2 separate regions of the Sus scrofa genome follow, and region 2 is linked to region 1. A link is a contact called in public HiChIP or PLAC-seq data. All regions are on one chromosome and are shown on one strand. Each heading gives the region's core, a stretch centred on a gene start, on an enhancer-like site or on the middle of the called end of the contact. The rest is flanking DNA. Distances are from core to core; before and after follow the strand shown.

Region 1 (3,552 bases), core at 550-3,049:
AGTAAATATTGAACATAGCTCTTTCATTTTCATTACTGTTTTCAATTATTCAGTACATTTATTTAGCGTGACTAAGTCAGTCAAATGCTGTAGGAGGTATGAAGATGGAAGACATTTTTGACCTTATGGAGTATACAAGTTAGAAGGGGGATTAAATAGGTACCAAATGGTATAATATAAAGTGAGATTTGGCGGGGAAAACGTGCTAGATGGTTAACAAGAAGGAAAGATGATATCTAGTTGGAGGGATAAAGAAACGTTTCATAGAGGATGAGGCCACTATAGGAGATTGAAGGAGAAATAAGTCTTTAATAGGTAAAATGAGGGTATGTAATAGGCCAGGGAGGGTGTTCTAAGAACAGGGATGAGAGAGGAAAAAAAGGTACAGCAGAAAGGAGCAAGAGGTGGTACCTTGAGTAAGTCATTTAAAGTTTAAATAGGTTTAGGGTTTAAAATTTTAAGCCACTGTAAGCCTTAGTTTCTTTATTCATAAAATGGGTTTAACAATAGTGTCCATCTTGCAAAATAGATGAAAGTAAATGCATGTAAATGCTCTTTAAATGTTGTTATTTATTGGAGCTTAGATGCTATGCAGAAAAATAGAATCATGGCATGTATTGGATTATATTAAATAGTGAAAATGAGGGTGGAAAGGAGGAGACATAGTCAAAGTTTAGAAATGTTGCAAAGTTAGAATCTATGACTTTGTAACTGACTCAAGGTAAGAAATGAAAAACAAGGAACTTGTGATGATGCCAGGATTTCAACTTGGGCTGCTGAAAGAGAGGTAGCGTCCTTAAAGGGCACGGGGAATAGAAACTCACTTTCACTATACCTCGTAAACCCTGGCTACTGGGCTAGTGCTTTACTGGTGATATCTCATATTTGAAAAACATTCTTTTGGTGGGAGCATGCCTTAAATATACAAGAGCACTTGTTATTTATAAAGTCCTAGGATGAATCATTTTGTAATACCACTATGTGCCTTCCAAAATTCTAACAATGCTATGGGAAACTATTCATTAAGTGATCAGTTCATTGAATACCAGCTCGTTACCAGGTACAGTCTTTTCAATGACTTCAAGGTTTTCTATCCATTTATGAGAAGTAGCTGCAAGGAAGAAGCTCTTTCTAAGGCACGGGGCTGTACTTATTCCCCATAACTGAAAATTTATGGAAATAGTGGAAATGAGGGGCACTGGTTTCACCCTTACACCTTGCACTCTGCTTTCACTGGCATCTCACCAAAGGAAGGAGTGTCTGTGCCAGCAACTGGTATTTCTCCTGAATGAATCATCTTTTTAAAAATTAAAAAAAAATTTTTTTGGCTGTGCCTACGTCATGTGGAATTTCCCTAAACCAGGGATGGAACCTGTACCACAGCAGCAAACTGAGCCACTGCAGTGACAACGCTAGATCCTTAATCTGCTGCACCACAAGGGAACTCCCTGAATGAATCATCTTTTTTATCATCTTTTTTTAGTGCTTCATTTGTGGCATATGGAAGTTCCCAGGCTAGGGGTCAAATCAGAGCTGCAGCGTCCAGCCACAGCAACACCAGATCCAAGCCACATCTGCAACCTACATCGCAGTTTGCAGCAATGCCGGATCGTTAACCCATTGAATGAGGCCAGGGTTCGAACCGGCATCCTCAGGGACACTATGCTGGGTTCTTAACAGGAACAACGGGAACTCTTTTAATGTTCACTTTTAATGAATGAGTTCAGAAAGAGAGGCAGGAACAGGAATTTATCGGCACTTCCCCAGTATGGATGAGACAGCAAAAAACTGTTGCCTCCAACTGCTCTCTTTCCATCTGAACACATGGAAAAGAAAAGCTGTGGCTGCCTCACTGATAGTGGTGTGGTCAAGAGAAGGACCGTGGAGCAGAACCTATCAATGTTACTGAGGTAACTATAGGGTCTTTCTGGAGAAGTTTTCCAAGGCTGCTGGAGAAAGTGAAAATCCATGCTGCTCTCCCACCCTCCACCCCTCCTACCATTTCCAACTGGATCCAGGAGTCTACTGGTCTGGACACAGTTGAAATTATCAATGTTATTAGTAACTCATACTTTTTTTTTAACTATTGAGATAAACAATGATTAATATTTAGTTCTATATTCTTTGGTAAAACCATAGAAAATGATTTCTACCTTCAAAAGAGAGGTTCATGAAGAAAAAGCTATATATTTTTAATAATTTTGATTGCAGCATTAGAATTGAATATTAGTATATTATTTCTGGCTCACTTTACCTTTTCTCTTATACCACATTTAATTAAAAATAAAATGGAGATTTTTGATCTGAATAATTTTACAAAAATTTCCAGTTAAGTGACATAATTTTGTTTATCTAATTTTATTTTTTAGGGCCATACCTGCAGCATATGGAAGTTCCCAGGCCAGGGGGCGAATTGGAGCCACAGCTGCTGGCTTACACCACAGCCATAGCAATGCTGGATCTGAGCCTAGTCTGCTAGCTGGATCCTTAATCCACAGAGCAAACCTGCATCCTCATGAATACTAGTCGGGTTCATAACTCACTGAGCCACAACGGGAACTCTGTGACATAATTTTTAAAATGATGGAAAAAAAATATGACATTCTAACACAGCTTTCCCAATTTCCTTATTTTATGTGTAGACCCAATTTAATGGTCAACTATGGAAAACGTATGCTCGATGAATACTATTTTGTGTCATGTTGCTCTTGGCTTGCTACACTGATAACTGATCCTTAGTCAATAATTTTGAATGAGAATGATATTTTTAGTGAGTTGGACATATCATTTAAGCTTGAACCTGGCTAGAAGGATCTGACTCCCCTTTACTACACATCAGTTTTGAAATGTGACATCAATTGACTTGAAAATTAGTCTCGTAGTTCTTCTCTTGCTTTTAGAGACTCCTGGCTCAGCCTTCTCTTTTCATTGATTACCTGGTGCCACAATCTTCTATTTATTGAGAACATTTCTCTAATTCACTGGATTACTTTTAAAATTCTCACTAACTGGATTTTTTCCACCTTAAAAATTCAGTCCCCATCCTTTGAAAGTACAGGACTTGAAGAGAGTTAAGGTCCTGAACAATATATTCATGGAAATCCTGTGAGCTGCCTCGTCTGTTGGTGTGAAGCAGTAGGCACAACTTCTGGGAGTGTTGGATTCATGCTATCAGGAAGGTCTATACCCAGCGTGGTCCATCTTGCCTTGTTGGTCAAGACAAGTGGATCCCATTTGCAAGATGTTGTTGTTGTTTTTGTTTTGTCTTTTTTTTTTTTTTTTTCCTCTCTAAGAAGGAAATAAAATATACAGGCCTATTAATCTGCAAAGGTCAGCTTCTTTGATAGTAATTTAAAGTTGCAATATCACACAAAAAAGAGGTAAAATGCTTGGTCCTCTTCATTTTAGCATTTCTAAAAGACCTAAGAACTAACGAAGCTATAAGAATCATTGGCTATAAGAATCATAACGGCTATAAGAAACATTGGCTGTGTGTTATCCCGACATTTAAGGAAAAATGATCTAGGTTTCTAAACTTAATCCACTGGGCTT
Region 2 (3,552 bases), core at 448-2,947, 650 kb after region 1:
TTCATGAGTTTTCACGCACGATGACTTTGGTCTTGTCTTCAAGACTCTCGAGCACTTGTTGGAAATCTTCGTTTTTTAAAAACCGTGACGCTTGCCAGAAATATTTTTTCCACAAGCCTCACAAAGGAAAACAGGCAGAGTTTCGTAAGTGGCTTACAATTCTTTCTTTCCAAAACGTGATATAAAAGCAAATGACAAGTTTTTCCCTTTGAATTTCACTGTTATTTTGAAAATGCATTTCACGTTAAGAAACCATGCCTGTTTTTGTTAGGGGTAGCTCAAACCAGCCTTTTAAAATCAGACTCCTTGTATACAACAAAGAGCTGAATAATAACAAATAGAGACAGCGAAATGTGCTTTTCCGAACTCCTTTGAATCCCGACATTCATTTACGAATCTATACATTTAAAGAGATTTAAAATAGGTTACGATCGGCTCTAACTTTCCAGATCCAGAAAAAAATTTGCCCGCATTTGTCTCTATCTAGTCATCACTTTACAAACATCTATCTATGCTGCTTTCCCTCTTCTTTTCACGTGGAAGTCGCAGGCTTGCCCAGCTTCCTCCAATTTAGCAGCACGTTGTGAAGCCTCCTTCCTACGCGGTCTGGAGTTGGGAACCACTCGCGATCGGACACACTGATCATAAAACTTGCGGCGCCGACCAGACCCGGCCCGAGCGATGGAGTTCGGGGAGGCGGGGTGGGGGCCGAGCCCGCCCGCTGGACCCCTCCCTCGGGAAGGACGCGCTCGGCGAACAGCGGCGCGCGGGCCGAACAATGGGGGCGGCCGGGCGAACGCGGCCGGGATCCCGCTTCCTCTGTGGCGCCGGCCGCGCGCTCGGCCCCCGCCCACCACGGCCCTCCCCGCCCGCGGTTTCGCGCTAGCACTGCCCGCCGCTGCCTTCCTCCCAAGCTCCGCGGCTCGCGGCCCGGCCGGAACCGGCGCTCGCCCCGCCGCCGCCGCCGCGCGTCTCCTTCCTATCCCCGGCTGGCCTTCCTTCCTCCGGCTGCGACACCGAGGCTCTTCCTTCGGCGACTCCAGCTTTCGCTGCGGCCGCTTTCCCGCTATTTCCTTAACATATTTTCTGAATTTCTCCTTTATTTTCAGAAGTGATTGAGATGTCTCACTTCCACCTTACTTTTGATTTGCTCTTTCCCTCTGGAAAAGATTCCCCCAGGAAAGCCAAACTCTAGAAGGAAATACAGCAAATCCAGTGAAATCTTCAACTTTAAGTACATCTTGTATTCTTTTAATTTTAATGCGTTTATGTCGTCTAACCTGGCAAAAGAACTCTCCCCTCAGTTTTTATTTCCTCCTTTTAAATACTGTTATTTTCAACTTTCCATCAAATGCATTTTGACGAGGGCTGAGAATGTGTCCGGCAGCACGCAGCAAATCAGAGGTTTTATCTTACGCCTCCTGGGACGGTAAAAAAGTGGAACGCGGACGAGGGAGCTTCTAGGGAGGAAAAGCAACACAACTCGCTGAAGACGAAGCCGGGCCAGGCGGGGGGAGGCGCAGCGGGGGTGTCGAGGGCCCTCGGGCTCCGGGCAGGGGAGCTGGTCTGGGGAAGAGAGGAGGTTTTAAATAGCGGGGGCCGGGAGGGCGGTGGGCCCGCGCATGACAGTACTTTATGAGAAAGGATGGGGCAGCGGATGAGATTACTTTGCCTTCTCATCCCCCAAGAAAAAACTAAAGTTGGAGGGAGGCGGAGAGAACAGCCATCATTATTTCCTCCCCACGTTTCCGCGGAAGGGCCGGGGCTGCTGCGGGCAAGGAGAGGGCGCGGGTCGAGGCGGACCAATAGCAGTCAACAGGTCCAGGCCGCGGCCGGGCAACGGGGCCGGGCCGCCCGGCACCCCCCCCCCTCGTCTCCCCTTTCCCCCCTTTCCCCTCCCCTCCCCCGCAGGCCCGGCCCGGCAGGGGAGGCCGGCTCTGCACTCCCCGCCCCACTCGCCCCGACTGCGGCCTCCTCGGCCGGGACTCTCGGGGTGGGGGTGGGGCGGGGGTTCCCTGCCGGAGAATCCTCCCCCGGGGCTGGCGGCAGGGGGAGGGGATGGAAATCGGGGAATGGAGGATTAAGAAGGACTCGAGCTCGGCACGAGCGCGGCCCGCGCGAGGGATCCTGGGTAAAAAGTGGCCGCGCGGCACTGGGAGAGCGCGGAGAGGAGCCGGGGTCAGAGGTCAGGGCCCTGGAGCCCTGCGTGCGGAGCCCCCCACGTGAACGCTGCGAGCTGGAGGAACCTTTTTGTTTTCCACCGCGCCAGCATGCTCCCCTATTGACCGAGCTGCTTTTCCCGGGCCGCTGGAGAGAGAAGCTCCATCCCGGATCTCCAACCCCACCCCCCTTCCACCGCCAACACACAACCCAACTCTACCCTTCCTCTCAACTCACTTCCCAGCCCCCCGTACCGGGCTTGCAATAACGCAGTAAATTTGCTTTAACAACAAGTGGGGGTGGTTGCATTTACTCCTCCCTCTCCTCTCTCCTCCCCCTCCTCTAGCTGCGGCTCTTGACACTACTACAAACCAGGACTATAAACATAAACATGTGTCACTGTAACTGGGCAGGTAATATACGGATTTGGGAGTGGGGTGGAGGGGGGGCTTGGTCGCCGCTTGGGGGGCAGTTAAAATGTGTTTCACGTGCTCGCCGGCTTTGGGGGCTCCCCCACACACACCGATCCATTTATATAATGCCGATGGCACTCGGTCACTTACTCATTCAGCCACACAGACCCACAAAGGCGGACTTGCCGATAACCACCGTACCCAAAAGCAAATACATTTAAATACGCCTCTCCTTTCCCAGCCACCACTGCCATTTCTTCTTTTAGCAAGCAGTAGCGTCAATACTTGAATCCCCTTTCCTTTTAAAAAATTCTAGTCCACATTTAGCAATAGAGAACATTTTTCGAACTAAACAGGACGCCGCTCTCTTCCCATAGACAGTAACCTACACATTTTGTGCACAGAAATCCTTTCAAAAAGCAAGTCAGGCTATTTAAAAGTAAGGCTATTTAAATGACTGAGTTCGAAATCTGTAATGTAAAGCCTCTTTCTTGGGCTTTCCCTTCCTGCATTTAGCAACTTCTGCTCTAAGTTGCTGCGGCTGGAGCTGGAGATTCGCCACAGCCAGCCTTATTATTATTATTATTATTTAGTCTATATTTACTATATTTATTGCCGCCCATCTTTTTTCTCTTTCAGCAAGCCTAGCAACAACTGTTTACGGTAGAGTAAAGCGAATCCCCTCGCAAGCTTTTTGGCTTGAAACGGAGGGAGATTCAGAAAATGTTCAGATGGAGAAGTGGTTCCCTTTGTTCTTTCATTGTTTCTCTACGAACTGGTGGATACAAGGACAAACACTTACCTTCTCTTCTTTTTGCTCCCCAAACCAGACGTTCCCATCAGCCTTAAAATACACAATCCACCTTGAAAGTAACTACGAATGTCGGGAGAGTTTGTATTCCATTCTTTTTCGCTCTCTGCCCTCTTTTAGCGTAGGATTAAGTTGCCGAGCACGTTGCTGCAAGCTGTAGCCCCCCGC

What was found. HiChIP or PLAC-seq counts read pairs in DNA pulled down with a chosen protein or histone mark.
Region 2: a contact with region 1 is called in an H3K27ac HiChIP or PLAC-seq map of alveolar macrophages. The contact joins two enhancer-like sites. A contact is called at or near these places in 1 of 47 Hi-C or Micro-C datasets (fibroblasts) and 1 of 2 datasets of contacts at active chromatin or transcription factors (alveolar macrophages).

What each region holds. Positions count from the first base shown.
Region 1 is chr10:52,671,387-52,674,938 of Sscrofa11.1, forward strand. No RefSeq gene overlaps it. Among named protein-coding and RNA genes, the nearest start is that of TRNAN-GUU, 3.7 kb to the right of the region's middle. Within about 2 kb of position 1,800, at least 2 of the 83 cell types and tissues checked have an H3K27ac peak or open chromatin away from gene starts, as enhancers often do. A contact at or near this core is called in alveolar macrophages, where this site is marked.
Region 2 is chr10:53,321,609-53,325,160 of Sscrofa11.1, forward strand. No RefSeq gene overlaps it. Among named protein-coding and RNA genes, the nearest start is that of SKIDA1, 6.8 kb to the right of the region's middle. Within about 2 kb of position 1,698, at least 76 of the 83 cell types and tissues checked have an H3K27ac peak or open chromatin away from gene starts, as enhancers often do. A contact at or near this core is called in alveolar macrophages, where this site is marked.